Linked DNA regions of Sus scrofa: regions 2 and 3 are each linked to region 1. Evidence: chromatin contacts called from public Hi-C and HiChIP or PLAC-seq data. All regions are on one chromosome and are shown on one strand. Each heading gives the region's core, a stretch centred on a gene start, on an enhancer-like site or on the middle of the called end of the contact. The rest is flanking DNA. Distances are from core to core; before and after follow the strand shown. Region 1 holds the start of CDCA8 (borealin). Region 2 holds the start of OSCP1 (protein OSCP1). Region 3 holds the start of CSF3R (granulocyte colony-stimulating factor receptor).

Region 1 (4,013 bases), core at 393-2,892:
TGCATACTGAACGATCAACAATAAGAAAAATAGCACAAGTAAGGGTAAGCCGTCAGAAATGACAGCCTCTTGCATTTCCTTGGACATTTAACAAGGGGGTGGGGAACAGGCTGGGATTTTTCTCTGGCCAGGAAAACTCTTGTGTGCTTGCACTTCACCATTTGATTTGCCCATTTGATTTATTCATTTATTTTGTTGCCTCTTTTAGGGCTGCACCCATGGCATATGGAAGTTCCCAGGCTAGAAATCGATTTGGAGCTGCAGCTGCTGGCCTACGCCACAGCCATAGCCATGCAGGATCTGAGTCCTGTCTTCAACCTACACCACAGCTCATGGCAACACCAATCCTTAACCCACTGAGTGGGGCCAGGGATCCAAACTGCATCCTCATGGATACTAGTCAGATTCGTTACCACTGAGCCACAGTGGGAACTCCCTGATCTGCCCATTTTAAAACTGGCAATTTCCATAAGCAGAAGGACCTGCTTGGGGTTATCCTTCCACCTGAGCTCTGGTAACAGACCAAGTTATTCATTTGTTTGTTTTTAAATGGTTGGATCAAAAAAAAAAAATCTTATAATGTGAATCCACATTTTAGTATGTCCATAAATACATGTTTATTGGAATACAGCTGTGCCCATTCATTACAGCTGTTTCGGAACTATCACAGCAGAGATGAGTAGTTTTCAATGAGAACCATTTGGCCCATAAAGCCTAAAATATTTACTACCCGATTCTGTAGAGAAAATGTTTGTTTGCCTACCTGCACAAGTAGATGAGGTTAAAAGCAAAGGAGAAAAATAAAGCAAGGCAGTGAGACAGAGTGGGGATGGGTAAGGTTGCAGTTTCCTACAGGGATCTTGGACGACTTCAGGATGAAGATGAAGGCTGTCATTGGAACCACAGAAGGGCTCCAGGTCGAGGCCTGGGGAAACTCTAGCAGCTCTTACCGAAGTACTCGAGCCAGTTCATCTCGCGCAGTGCCTTGGGGAGTCGCAGGATCTCGATGTTGTACAGGTTATCCATCTCCTTGAGGAGGTTCTGCCTGTCTGACTGAATTTGCTTGGATCGTATTTGCACTGCAAGAGGGCAGAGCGGACAAGACGTGGGTCACCAGTGGGCAAACGGGGCCTGGAATCCGTGCGGCCTGCGCCCCAACCCGCCAGCACCCCGCGATTGTCCCAGATGCCAGCGACCTCCCGGGCTCCGCCCCTTACCTTCACGGTCGAAGTCTTTAAGAAAGGAAGCGAGCTTTCGGCTCCGTAGCGAGTTGTTCTTGGCCACCCGACTGCCGCCTTTCCTAGCCGGAGCCATGGCACTTCGCTGGAGACTGCGGGGAGAGAGGGGCCAAGCCAAAGGGTGTCAGCGGCGGAGAAAGGGAGGGAAAGGGGGCCGCGAAGGAGCAGGAGAGGGCGGAGGACACCCCAGGGGGGTTGGAAGGGGACCCCTGCCCTTCCCGGCATGAGCATAAACGATTCGCGAGGCACTCACCTGTGGGCCCCGGTAATAGGGGCTGAGAAAACCCTGGCTGCTTCAGCTGAGAGGGAGCGGCTCCGGGACTAACCGGACGTGCGACCGCCGCCACCAAATTCAAACTGCCACAAGCTGACCAATGAGAAGCCGCCGTCTTAGAGGGTCCCACAACAGCCAATCGCAGGGACGCTCTGCGATCGGCCAGTCAATTCACACGCAGGACTACAGCACCCAGAAGTCATTGCAGTTTGACGGCATATTTTCGCGACTCTGTAGCCACGTTGGGGCATGCGCAAAGAGAGTCCCTAAGGCTCTTGAGGGCCTAGAGAGGTCCTCAGACTTTAACTGCCTTAGCTTTAACTTTTGCCGCTGGTTTAGGGAAGGCGAGCCGTAACTTCATGGAGAGGAGACAAGGTTCGGGTTCAGGAAACTCGAGACGGCCCGGGAAACCCACAGTCTGAAACAGAAAACTACCCGAAGCCGGATGAGCCTCCTGCGAGGAATAGTCAAGAAATCTTTCCCGAGGTGGGAAATAAGGGTCCTGCCTTCCGAGAGCCTGTGTAAAGGTAAGACAACCCCTCACTCTAGAAACTCCCGTCGGGAGGGATAGACAGCTACCTGAGGAAACCCTGGGTTAGCTGGACCTCACTTGAGAACGGAAATAACTCCTACCGACTTGGTACTTCCCCTACCGACTTGGGACTCTAGGGCTGTGTCTTTTTTTTTTTTTTCCTCCCACAGAAGATGACTCAAGTTGGGCCTTTGCTTGCCGTGCAGGAGGCCCTAAGGAAGTGCTTTCTCGTGGTGGAGGAGCAGCAAGGCCTGTGGCAGAGCGTTCTTAAGGACTGCCCGCCGCTCCTGGCCTCCCTCAGTAACCTGGCAGAGCAGCTGCAGGCCGCACAAAATCTGCGATTTGAAGATGTGCCGGCACTTCGGGCCTTCCCAGACTTACAGGAGCGGCTGAGACGCAAGCAGCTGGCGGCTGGTGACATTGTCCTGGACAAGCTAGAGGAGAGGCTGTAAGAGGTTTAGTGGCTCTGTTCTTGGTGGAAAGATTTTAAAGCTAGGTGTTTAGAAAACTAGGATCAGTTAGAAGGATGTTTTTCTCCTTACTTGAGAGCTTTGTATTTGGGGATGTGTCAACCTTACGTGCTTTTCATCTGTTGCAATGGGACCTCTGTCAAAAAGCCACTTTCTGACATTTCTTTTGTCAGGCTAGGGGTGGCAATGGTGGACTTCGTAAAAGTTACCAAAGCAGAACAGAAAAACAGTGGAGAAAGCTTATTAGCCCTCCTCTGTAAGTTTTTCTTTGGTAAAAAGCAGCAAAGAGCTGTACTATAAACTTAGTGGGTGCCAGAGCTGAGGGTTTTACGTCCATTATCCGTAAAATCTTTTCTGCACCTCTATGACTTAACCTCACTTAATCTCATTTTTCCGGTGAGGCAGCTGAGGCCCAAGCAGATTGCCTGTGGTCCTGCAATTAGTAAATGGTAAAGCTGGGATTCTCATCCAAGTGTATCTGACACCAAGGCCGGAGCTCTTAACCACTACTTTGTTCTGCTGTACATTGGTGTGTCTGTGCCAGGAGTGGTACCCCTCTAAGCTCTCGTTATGCCTAGTGTTAGACTCTCTGGCTTCGAGTTATAGGTAATTGAGGATAGAGGAGAGACAGGGAACTTATGGCCTTTCCTTGACCAGGACAAAAGAAGGTTCTAGTGTATAGAGTCTGTGCTGTTAACTAATAGGAGACTGTCAAAGATGAGTGCCTTCTTGGTATTCATTTGTTTAAAAAAAATTTTATTAACAGCCTATAGGAGAGTTCCTGTTGTGACTCAGTGGATTAAGGACCCAGTGTTGTCTCTGTGAGGATGTGAGTTCAATCCCTGGCCTCACTCGGGGGGTTAAGGATCCAGCATTGCTGTAAGATGCAGTGTCGGTCACAGATGCAGCTGGTGTTGCCATGGCTTTGGCATAGGCCTCAGCTGCAGCTTTGATTTGACCTCCGGCCCAGGAACTTCCACATGCCACAGGTGCGGCTGTAAAGAGAGAGAAAAAAAAAAAAAAAAAGTAAAGAAAAGAAACCTATGGGGAGTTCCCGTCGTGGCGCAGTGGTTAATGAATCCGACTAGGAACCATGGGGTTGCGGGTTCAGTCCCTGCCCTTGCTCAGTGGGTTAATGATCCGGCGTTGCCGTGAGCTGTGGTATAGGTTGCAGACGGCTCGGATCCGGCGTTGCTGTGGCTCTGGCGTAGGCTGGTGGCTACGGCTCCGATTAGACCCCTAGCCTGGGAATCTCCATATGCCGCGGAAGTGGCCCAAGAAATAGAAAAAAAAAAAAAAAAAGAAAGAAACCTATGGGATGCCAAGCACAGGGTGCTGGGTCTACAATAAACCAGACTTAAGTTCTTTGGTTGATTAAAAGAGATAGACAGTCAATTAAGTTTTGTCATGGTACATTCTAATATAGTGACCTTTTATTTCAATTGATTACATATTTGTATGTGGGTATGGACTGTTATTTTAAATCTTTTTTTTTTTTT
Region 2 (4,013 bases), core at 532-3,031, 1.2 Mb after region 1:
AGGAAACTCAAATTCTTTTGGCAGCCAGGCAGATAGCATGAAGGCCAGGTGTGAGATCATGATGCTAAGCTGCTTGTTACCTTCCCATCCTAGTTATATTCCCTTATAACACAGTGGACAGGCCAAGGCAAGGGCAAATGAAAGCCTTAGGCTGCTAGCTGTCAATTACTGTATAGTATCCAATGCTGAAATGTCAGTTAAGGTCCAAAAAGCCTTTAGGGTGAAGCAGTTTCAGTGAAGTGGAGAGAGCTGCATCGAGTTACAGTGAGTAGGGGAATGAGGATGTTAGGGAAATCCAGGTTGTGTGTGTAGACTCCTCTTTTTAAAACTCAGAAAAGGAAGGAAAACAGACCCCAGAAGGTGCAGGAAGGACTTGAGCACGGTATGCCTTAGGCAAGACTTTCCAGCGGTGGGTATGGTTAGGAGGAAGAGGGGATGACTGATGAGCTGAGTTCAGCTGGACTGGGGGCATTTGGGGAGGGCAGAAGATGTCTCTAGAAAGGCAGAGCCAAAGTGGACAGACTTGAATGCCTTACAATGGCATTTTGCCAGTGATCTGCCTAACATACTGAAAGGATTTATCATACTGAAAGTTCAGAAATTTGGCCAGCCAGGCCTGTGGAGAAGAAAAAAGAGCAGTCAATAATGGCGTTTATATGGTGAAATATAGTAATGCAGACAGAGAGAAATGCAGTGATAAATGTGAGAATTTCGTGGGAGAGGAGGAAGTTGGAAGCCAAGGCTCAGGTTTCACGCCTGAGTGTCAGGAGGGGAGGGTGGTTAGGTCTTAGAAGTATTGAAATTTACAGAAATGGTTGCTCACCAAACTAAAAAATGGTGATGAGGGAGTTCCCCTCGTGGAGCAGCAGAAACAAATCTGACTAGGAACCATGAGGTTGCGGTTCAATCCCTGGCCTCGCTCAGTGGGTTGAGGATCCGGTGTTCCCGTGGAGTTGCTGTGGCTGTGGCGTAGGCTGGCAGCTACAGCACATATTGGACCCCTATCCTGGGAGCCACCACATGCCGCGGGTGCGGCCCTTAAAAAATAAAAATAAAAAAAAGAAAATGGTGAGGAGAAGGTGATCCCGGCGCTCAGGATGGGGGTGAAGTATGTGGTCACTGCCCTCAAAGCAGAGAAGTGGGGTGGCAGGCCTGCCTAATAGTGTGAGGGGACTTTGGAGAGCCCCCAGCCCTCCGGAGCGAGGCAGACTTGTACAGGCCTGGTTTGCTTCACGAGGAGGGGCTTCACTCTAAGTAACTTTTAGGGAGGAAATGCAAATAATTCGAGGACTTGTGGCCCTTCCCCCACCTAAAGGAAAAGTCAGTCACTATTTTATGGAGTACTTTCGTGGCATTTGGCATGATCTCACTGATTCTTCCACCCTGGGAGGTCTGTCCCCTCCATGTGCCCTATGACTGAAGCCCAGGTTCAAAATACCTACCCCAAGTCACACAGCTAGGAAACTGCAGAGCTGGATTCAAACTCAAGTCTGTCTACCCGGAGTCTGCTCTAAAGGAGTTTTTGGTAGGTTTTCCTCGTTCAGGATCATGTGCCCACGTGGCCCCGCAGGGTGAGGGTGGCCGCGTGAAAAGAGCCGGGCCGCCAGCCTAGCCGCGTCCCTGCCCATCCCGGGCAAAAAACAAACCTTGCGTTCCCAGACCGAGTCCCACAGCGCCCGCACCTCCTGCCCCGACCAATCCACCCTGTACGTCTCCGCCGCTCCGCCCAATACGCGCTCGCCCCCTGGCGCCTCCCAACAAGAGGCCTGATGATTGGTCTTCTTTGCCACCAACCGCGTTGCCTAGCAACCAGGCTTCGGGGACGCAGCTACGCGGCCTCCAGGCCTCTGGCTTCCGAACCTCTGGGCTCTGTACCAGCCGCGCTCGCTTTCCGCACCATGTCCTTGCGGACGCTACCGCTGCTCTTCTTGAACTTGGGCGGGGAGATGCTTTACATCCTGGACCATAGGCTGCGGGCCCAGAACATCCCGGGAGACAAGGCCCGGAAAGGTGAGAGGCGCCCCGCCGGCACAGCCACCCCACGCCCCGCAGCCCGGCCCCTCAAAGCCTCCCTGGCCCCCGCAGCCAGACCTCCGCAGCCAGGCCCCTTTACAGACTGACCAACACCCCTGCAAGCAGCCAGGGACCTCTTTCACAACCCACAGCCCCATCCAGGCGGAGCCCCCGAGGAGCAAAGTCCCCAAAAGATCGTTTCACCACAGAGAAAGGTAATACCCCCATTTGATATTATTAGGGTACCTGGACCCCCATTTACCCATCCCCTCAAATTGGAGATGCTTTCACAATCTCTCTTGACAACCGACCTCTCCCGAATGTGGGAGTCCCAGCGGCCCTCCACCTGGCGACACACTCTGCTAGTCAAGGCATCCTCTGTCCCCCGAGGGAACCTTCTGTGTCTCCATTCCCCTGTGTGGTATCCTCCTTCATAAACTGGAAGCCAGTCTTGCTAAGTTCAGAAGCTATTTCTAGAAAGGTGAGGTTCTGAAATAACATAGAGAAATAAAATATAAGAAAGTTATAGGTCTTTCTTTTCCCTTCACAACTGTTTGAAGAGAATGCAGTTGTGGAAATAATGATAGAAGAGTTTCTAAAATGCAAAATCTCTCGCCTGTAAACACCACATCTAATCCCTGGCGAAAGGGCCACCCACAACTCTCTGCCACCCTCTTTCTCTCCCTCTTTCCCCGCCTTCTCAACCAACAACTGCTTTCCCCAAGTGTCTGGGATTAAGTATGAAGGAGGTATATTTCAAGGTAGAGGAAGAAAGGTTGACGTGAAGTTAACTGTCATGACTGCTAATTAAAACATTTATTCTCCCCAACAGTCTGTGTATGCTCAATTGATGTTAAACATAACATATTCATAGGATAAGCATACATATTCAGATATTCACTATTGTATCTGTGCAGTGGAGTCCAAGTCCATGCATAAAGAGATAAAAGGAACTCCCAGTAGCATACCCCCTTCATTCATTCTGTATACTGCTGCCAGTGAGCTTTCTAAAATGCAAATCTGTCCTTACTCCCTGCCCCTTGAAACTCCTTGTCAGCTCTCCACTGCTGTCGGAATGGAGGCCAAGTCCTTGGCAGGCCATCTCAGGGCCCTTCCTAATCTGACCTCTGTCCGCCTCTGCTGTCCCACTTTCCACCACTGCCTGCCTCCTACTGTGTATCTTAACACCAAACTGCTTGTGGGTCTCCATTAAAAGCATGTTCATTCGTGTTTCCATGCTAGTAATTCCCATTCTACCCCAAACCTCCCATGTCCATGCTAGTCATTCCCCTTCCATGCTGCATTATCCAGCTTAAGAATCATCTCCTGCTCATCACCACGTGGAGAAAGGGCCTGCACATACTCCCGAGGCACCCTATGCATGCCCCTCTCCACCTGATCACTGGCCATATTATACTGACTCGGTCTGTATCTGTGTCTGTCTCCCCCACGTGATTGTCTTCTTCATCTTTGTGTTCTAGCACCTAGCATAATGCCTACAATAGAATAAATCAGTGCTCAGTAAATGTTTGTTGAACTGCTATTTTATATGACATTGCCATTTCTTCCTCAAGAGGGTTCTGTTTTCCTTGGAGCTATGTTATGTGATTTCATTTGGTCTAATGGCACCAGTGAGCTGACAGGTAGTTCTTGGACTGGTAGTCTGCATCTTGGAAGGCAGTGTAAAGTAGCAATTAAGAGCGTGCTCTCTGGGAGTTCCCGTTGTGGCTCAGTGGTTAACGAATCTGACTAGGAACCATAAGGTTGCGGGTTCGATCCCTGGCCTCACTCAGTGGGTTAAGGATCCGGCATTGCCATGAGCTGTGGTGTAGGTCGCAGACACAGCTTGGATCTGGCATTGCTGTGGCATAGGCCAGAAGCTACAGCTCTGATTAGATCCCTAGCCTGGGAACCTCCATATGCCATGGGTGCGGCCCTGAAAAAGACAAAAAAAAAAAAAAAGAATGTGCTCTCTGGAGGCATACAGATATGGGTCCCCA
Region 3 (4,013 bases), core at 512-3,011, 1.2 Mb after region 1:
ATATATATATATATATATATATACATATATATATGTCTTGAGGGCTCGATAGGGGACAGAGAGTGTTGAAGACACTGGAAATAAAGTTTTAAACAAAACAGACTAAAACCCTCACCCTCATGGAGCTTCCATTCAAAGTGGGAGGTGGGGCCAGGGACAGCCAGTGTCCCACAGCGAAAAGGGTTATGGGGGAAAGAGAGCTGGGTAGAGGGTGGTTGCAATTTTTTTTTAAGGGTGGCCAGAGAAGGCCTCAATGAGAAAGCAACATCTGGGCAAAAACCTCAAGAAGGGGAGGGAGTGAACCATGCAGTTATTTGGGGGAAAAGAGTGCAAGCAGAGGAAATGGCAAGTGCAAAGGCCCTGAGGCAGGAGGGGGCCTTACAAGTCCAAGAAATAATGAGGGAAACAGATGGCTGGAGCCAAGCAGCAAGGGGGAGGGAGGCCAGGAAGGGAATGGGGCTTGAGTGGGGCTTTGTAGGTCACTGAAAGGGCTTCAACTTTGACTCTGAGTGAGATGAGAGCCACGGGGAGTTTAGGGCAGATGATGACATGAACTGGTTTCTGTCTGATCAATATCCCACTGGCCGTTGGAGGAACGATAGACAGGATGAGGATAACAAAAGTGGGAGACCAGGGAGGGGGCCATTCCAATGATCCGGGTAAGAGAAAGGATGGCTTAGGGCTGGCGGGTAAACAGGGTTACATGATATTTCTATTCTCCAACTTTTCATCGGGAAAATACTCAAACAAATGGCCAAGCTGAACTTTACAGCGACTACCTGTCCACCCAGGATTCCAGTTCTATTTTGAAAAGCAGAGTCAATGTGATTTGCTGAGCAAGGCCTGTGGGACACCTGAGGGATGTTGCTGCACCCAGTTGGCTATTTCGAACTGGAACCAGAACTGGAGCCCAGGTCTGCCCCATCACAACAAACTCAGAAGCCCGCTTTTTCTGAAAAGGATCATATGTTATGGACACTCTGCTAGTCTGTTGGTACCTAACCTTTCTTGGGTCATAAATCCAATAAACGGTGAACAGCCTGAAGCCTCTTCAGAAAAAAAAAAAGCACAGATTATTTGTAAACAATGGCAGGGGAATCGTGGACACAGACCATGAAAGACATAAAAGGGAGTCCATTTCACTCAATGAGAACATATTCAGTTTAGCAGAATCACCAGGAATAAACATTACTCATTTCCAGGGAGCTTACGAAGATCGGAGCCTCACAGGGGACCCCCTGCCTTGTCCTGAGTCTGCATTTCTGTCTGCCTGGCCTTTGGGCAACGGTGGGGATCACGTAGGGAAGTGGGGATATGGAAGAAGGTCTGCCCTACAAAATTCCCTGTAACCTGGAGGCCACGCCCCTGCATATTGGAAGGATCAGGGCCCCAAGGCCAGTGCCAAAAAGAGGCTTAGGGAGTTCCCACGGTGGCTCAGTGGTAACGAACCCGACTAGTACCCAGAAGGATGCAGGTTCAATCCCTGGTCCCACTCAGTGGGTTAAGGATCCAGTGTTGCTGTGAGCTGTGGTGGAGGTCACAGACATGACTCAGATCCCATGTCGTTGTGGCTGTGGTGTAGGCTGGGAGCTGTAGCTCTAATTCAACTCCCAGCCTGGGAACTTCCACATGCTGCAGGTGCGGCCCTAAAAAGCGGGAAAAAAAAAAAAAAGAGGCTTAGGACTGAGGGAGCCTTCAAGCCAGGGTGTGTCTCCAAGAGATGCCACCCTAGAATGGGGGTCATGGGGATGGCACCCAGCCGGGTCAGACCCTGGGCCCTGCTGGCCTCAAAGCTTTGAGGTCAGGAAATCCGGAGGCAGAGGAGGGGGACCACGTTGCCACATCCCTCAGCCCCTTTGAGACCCCCAAGGCAGGAAGGCTACCCGGGCCTCACCAGCTTCCCTCCCAGGCTCCTTCCTGGGAGGAAGGGGCTGCCCGCGCCAGCATCGACAATGCAAGGGAGGGAAGGAGGCTGGGCAGGTGTTGCAATCCACAGCCCCTGAGCCTGTCAGAGGCCGAGCTATTAACGACAGGGCTGGGGAGAGAAGTGGTGCTGCGGCTGTTTTCAGGAACTTGCCTTGAAGAGGAGAGCAGAGACCAGCGAGGCCAGGCAGGCGCCCAGCCGGCCAGCCGCAGGCTCCAGCGTGAGTAGGGGAACCCCGGGGAGGGCTGGATCTTGGGTTTGATGGGGCCCTGGAGTCCCAGGTCCACTCCCCCAGCTTTACCAAGTGCAGGGATGCAGGGGGCCTAGGCCTGGGACCAGAGCTCCTGCTTTGGGGTTTGTCTCTCTGACCCAGGAGCCCTGGACACTGAGTCTCTTTTCCCAGGGAGCCTCTACTCTGTGTGGGGAGGGTGGTGGTGGGGTGTTGGGGAAGTCACAAACTGACAAATACCTTTTGGGGGACCCTGAGCTGGGCTCAAGGAAGGGCTGGACTCTGGACGGAGCATAACCACCATCCCTCTTGAAACTCCGCTCTCAGAACCTGTGTCTTAAGCCATCTCTCTCCATCCCTGTCAATTTCACTCTCCGTCCCTCTTTCCTTCCCAGCCCCTCCATGGCTTGTCGTGGCTCCCAGCGTCTCATGTCTGTCTCAGAGTCTCTCTGGGCCTCTCTTTGTGTTTCTCACAGTTCCCTTTGTCTCTTAGACCTTAAACTCCCTTGAGTATCTCTTGCTCCTCGGCCCCCAAGTGCCTCAGTCTCTGTGTATCTTGTGTCTCAGGCTCTTTCCTCTCTGCTGCCTCCGTCTTCATCTCCGAGAGTCCCTCTCCATCCTTTCAATCTGCGTATCCCACTTAACTTTTTACTGCCTGTCTCTCTCCCTGTGAACTACATCTGGAAGTCCTCCCTTTGTTCATTCCCGGCCCCCTCCTCCCACTAGCCCTCTTCACAGAGAAAGAATCTCCATGAAAAGGGGTGTAGAAAGAACAGGGGAGGGGGGGTGTGCCCTGGAGAGGGGGAGGGGAGGAAAGCAGAAGGGAGGAGGCGGTGATGCAGTGACCCCAGGGGACAGCAAGGTGGGCTGGGACTCAGAAAGAGTCCAGAGAGTGAGCGGAGACGGCTGGAGCCAAAGGAGAGACAGGGGTGCCAAGGAGCAGGGGACCCTGAAACAGGGCTCCGAAATGGGCAGTGTGACACAGTCAAAAGCAAGGTGGCAGTCCTAGGAGGCTGTAAGCTGGGGAGAGAGGCATTAAACCATGCCGATTCCACCAGGTGGGGTCCTGCTTTATGGTGCATGAAAATAACATGGTTACTGAGTGCTTCCTCTGCGCAAGCTCTGTGTTAAGTGCTTTTATCACGGACCATCTCATTTCACCCTCACTACAACGCAGAGAAGTCGGTGCTATTGCTATCCCTCTTTCACAGATGGGCACACTGAGGCTCAGAAAGGCGAAGTAACTTGTTCAAGACCACCAAGCTGGTAAGTGGTGGGGCCGGGGTTCAGACCAGGCGGTCTGTCTCAAAGCTGGGCCCCCAGAGACCGAGACCATGCTCCATGCGATCCCAGATCCCACTTAGCTGGAGGTGGGGGGCACCCAGGGGTGCTGTGGGGGCCAGGGACTGATGCCAACCGTGCCAAACCCAGGCAACCCGGGGGGGAGGACGCCTGGGCCCATTCTGGACAAGAGCCAATAGAGAGAGGGAGGAAATGTACCTTGCTAGGCACCAGGACAGGGATATGATCAAAAATACAGGGGAGATGGGTACCAGTGTCTCAACATCTGGACTAAGGAGGCTACATCTTCCCCACAAGGGTGCCTGGTGGGTAATCAAACTGGCATGTTGTAGGATGAAGGTTGCCAACTGCTAATGGGTAGGCTGGGGTGCTCTGAACAGTTGTGCAGGTTTCTCACTGCACAAAGCTGCCCAGCTGAGGAGCAAGTGGAGGCTGAAATCCAGCCTGTTCTCCAGTTGCCAGAACCCAGTATTGGACTACATTTGTCCAGAGGAAGGGGCGCTTTTTTTCCCAATTTGCAAAAAGGTGACTTACAGGCTAGCATTCGCCTGGTGTTCT

The links. A called contact is a pair of places that touch in the nucleus more often than the background predicts. HiChIP or PLAC-seq counts read pairs in DNA pulled down with a chosen protein or histone mark.
Region 2: a contact with region 1 is called in a Hi-C map of embryonic fibroblasts, with 2.3 times the contacts expected there. The contact joins the promoter of OSCP1 here to the promoter of CDCA8 in region 1. A contact is called at or near these places in 2 of 47 Hi-C or Micro-C datasets (embryonic fibroblasts and heart right ventricle).
Region 3: a contact with region 1 is called in an H3K27ac HiChIP or PLAC-seq map of alveolar macrophages. The contact joins the promoter of CSF3R here to the promoter of CDCA8 in region 1. A contact is called at or near these places in 1 of 5 promoter capture datasets (fetal skeletal muscle) and 1 of 2 datasets of contacts at active chromatin or transcription factors (alveolar macrophages).

Annotation. Positions count from the first base shown.
Region 1 is chr6:93,748,323-93,752,335 of Sscrofa11.1, reverse strand. It overlaps CDCA8 (borealin), which reads right to left and starts at 1,642. Exons shown (of 11, transcript XM_021095971.1): 1 at 1,492-1,642; 2 at 1,218-1,330; 3 at 951-1,079. The coding sequence starts at 1,314. C6H1orf109 reads left to right here and starts at 1,740. Exons shown (of 5, transcript XM_021095972.1): 1 at 1,740-2,039; 2 at 2,215-2,492. The coding sequence starts at 2,218.
Region 2 is chr6:92,535,294-92,539,306 of Sscrofa11.1, reverse strand. OSCP1 (protein OSCP1) reads left to right here and starts at 1,781. Exons shown (of 11, transcript XM_021095954.1): 1 at 1,781-2,010. The coding sequence starts at 1,899.
Region 3 is chr6:92,563,545-92,567,557 of Sscrofa11.1, reverse strand. It overlaps CSF3R (granulocyte colony-stimulating factor receptor), which reads left to right and starts at 1,761. Exons shown (of 17, transcript XM_021095950.1): 1 at 1,761-2,144; 2 at 3,365-3,419. All of the region lies in intron 1 of LOC102167570 (a long non-coding RNA gene), which reads right to left.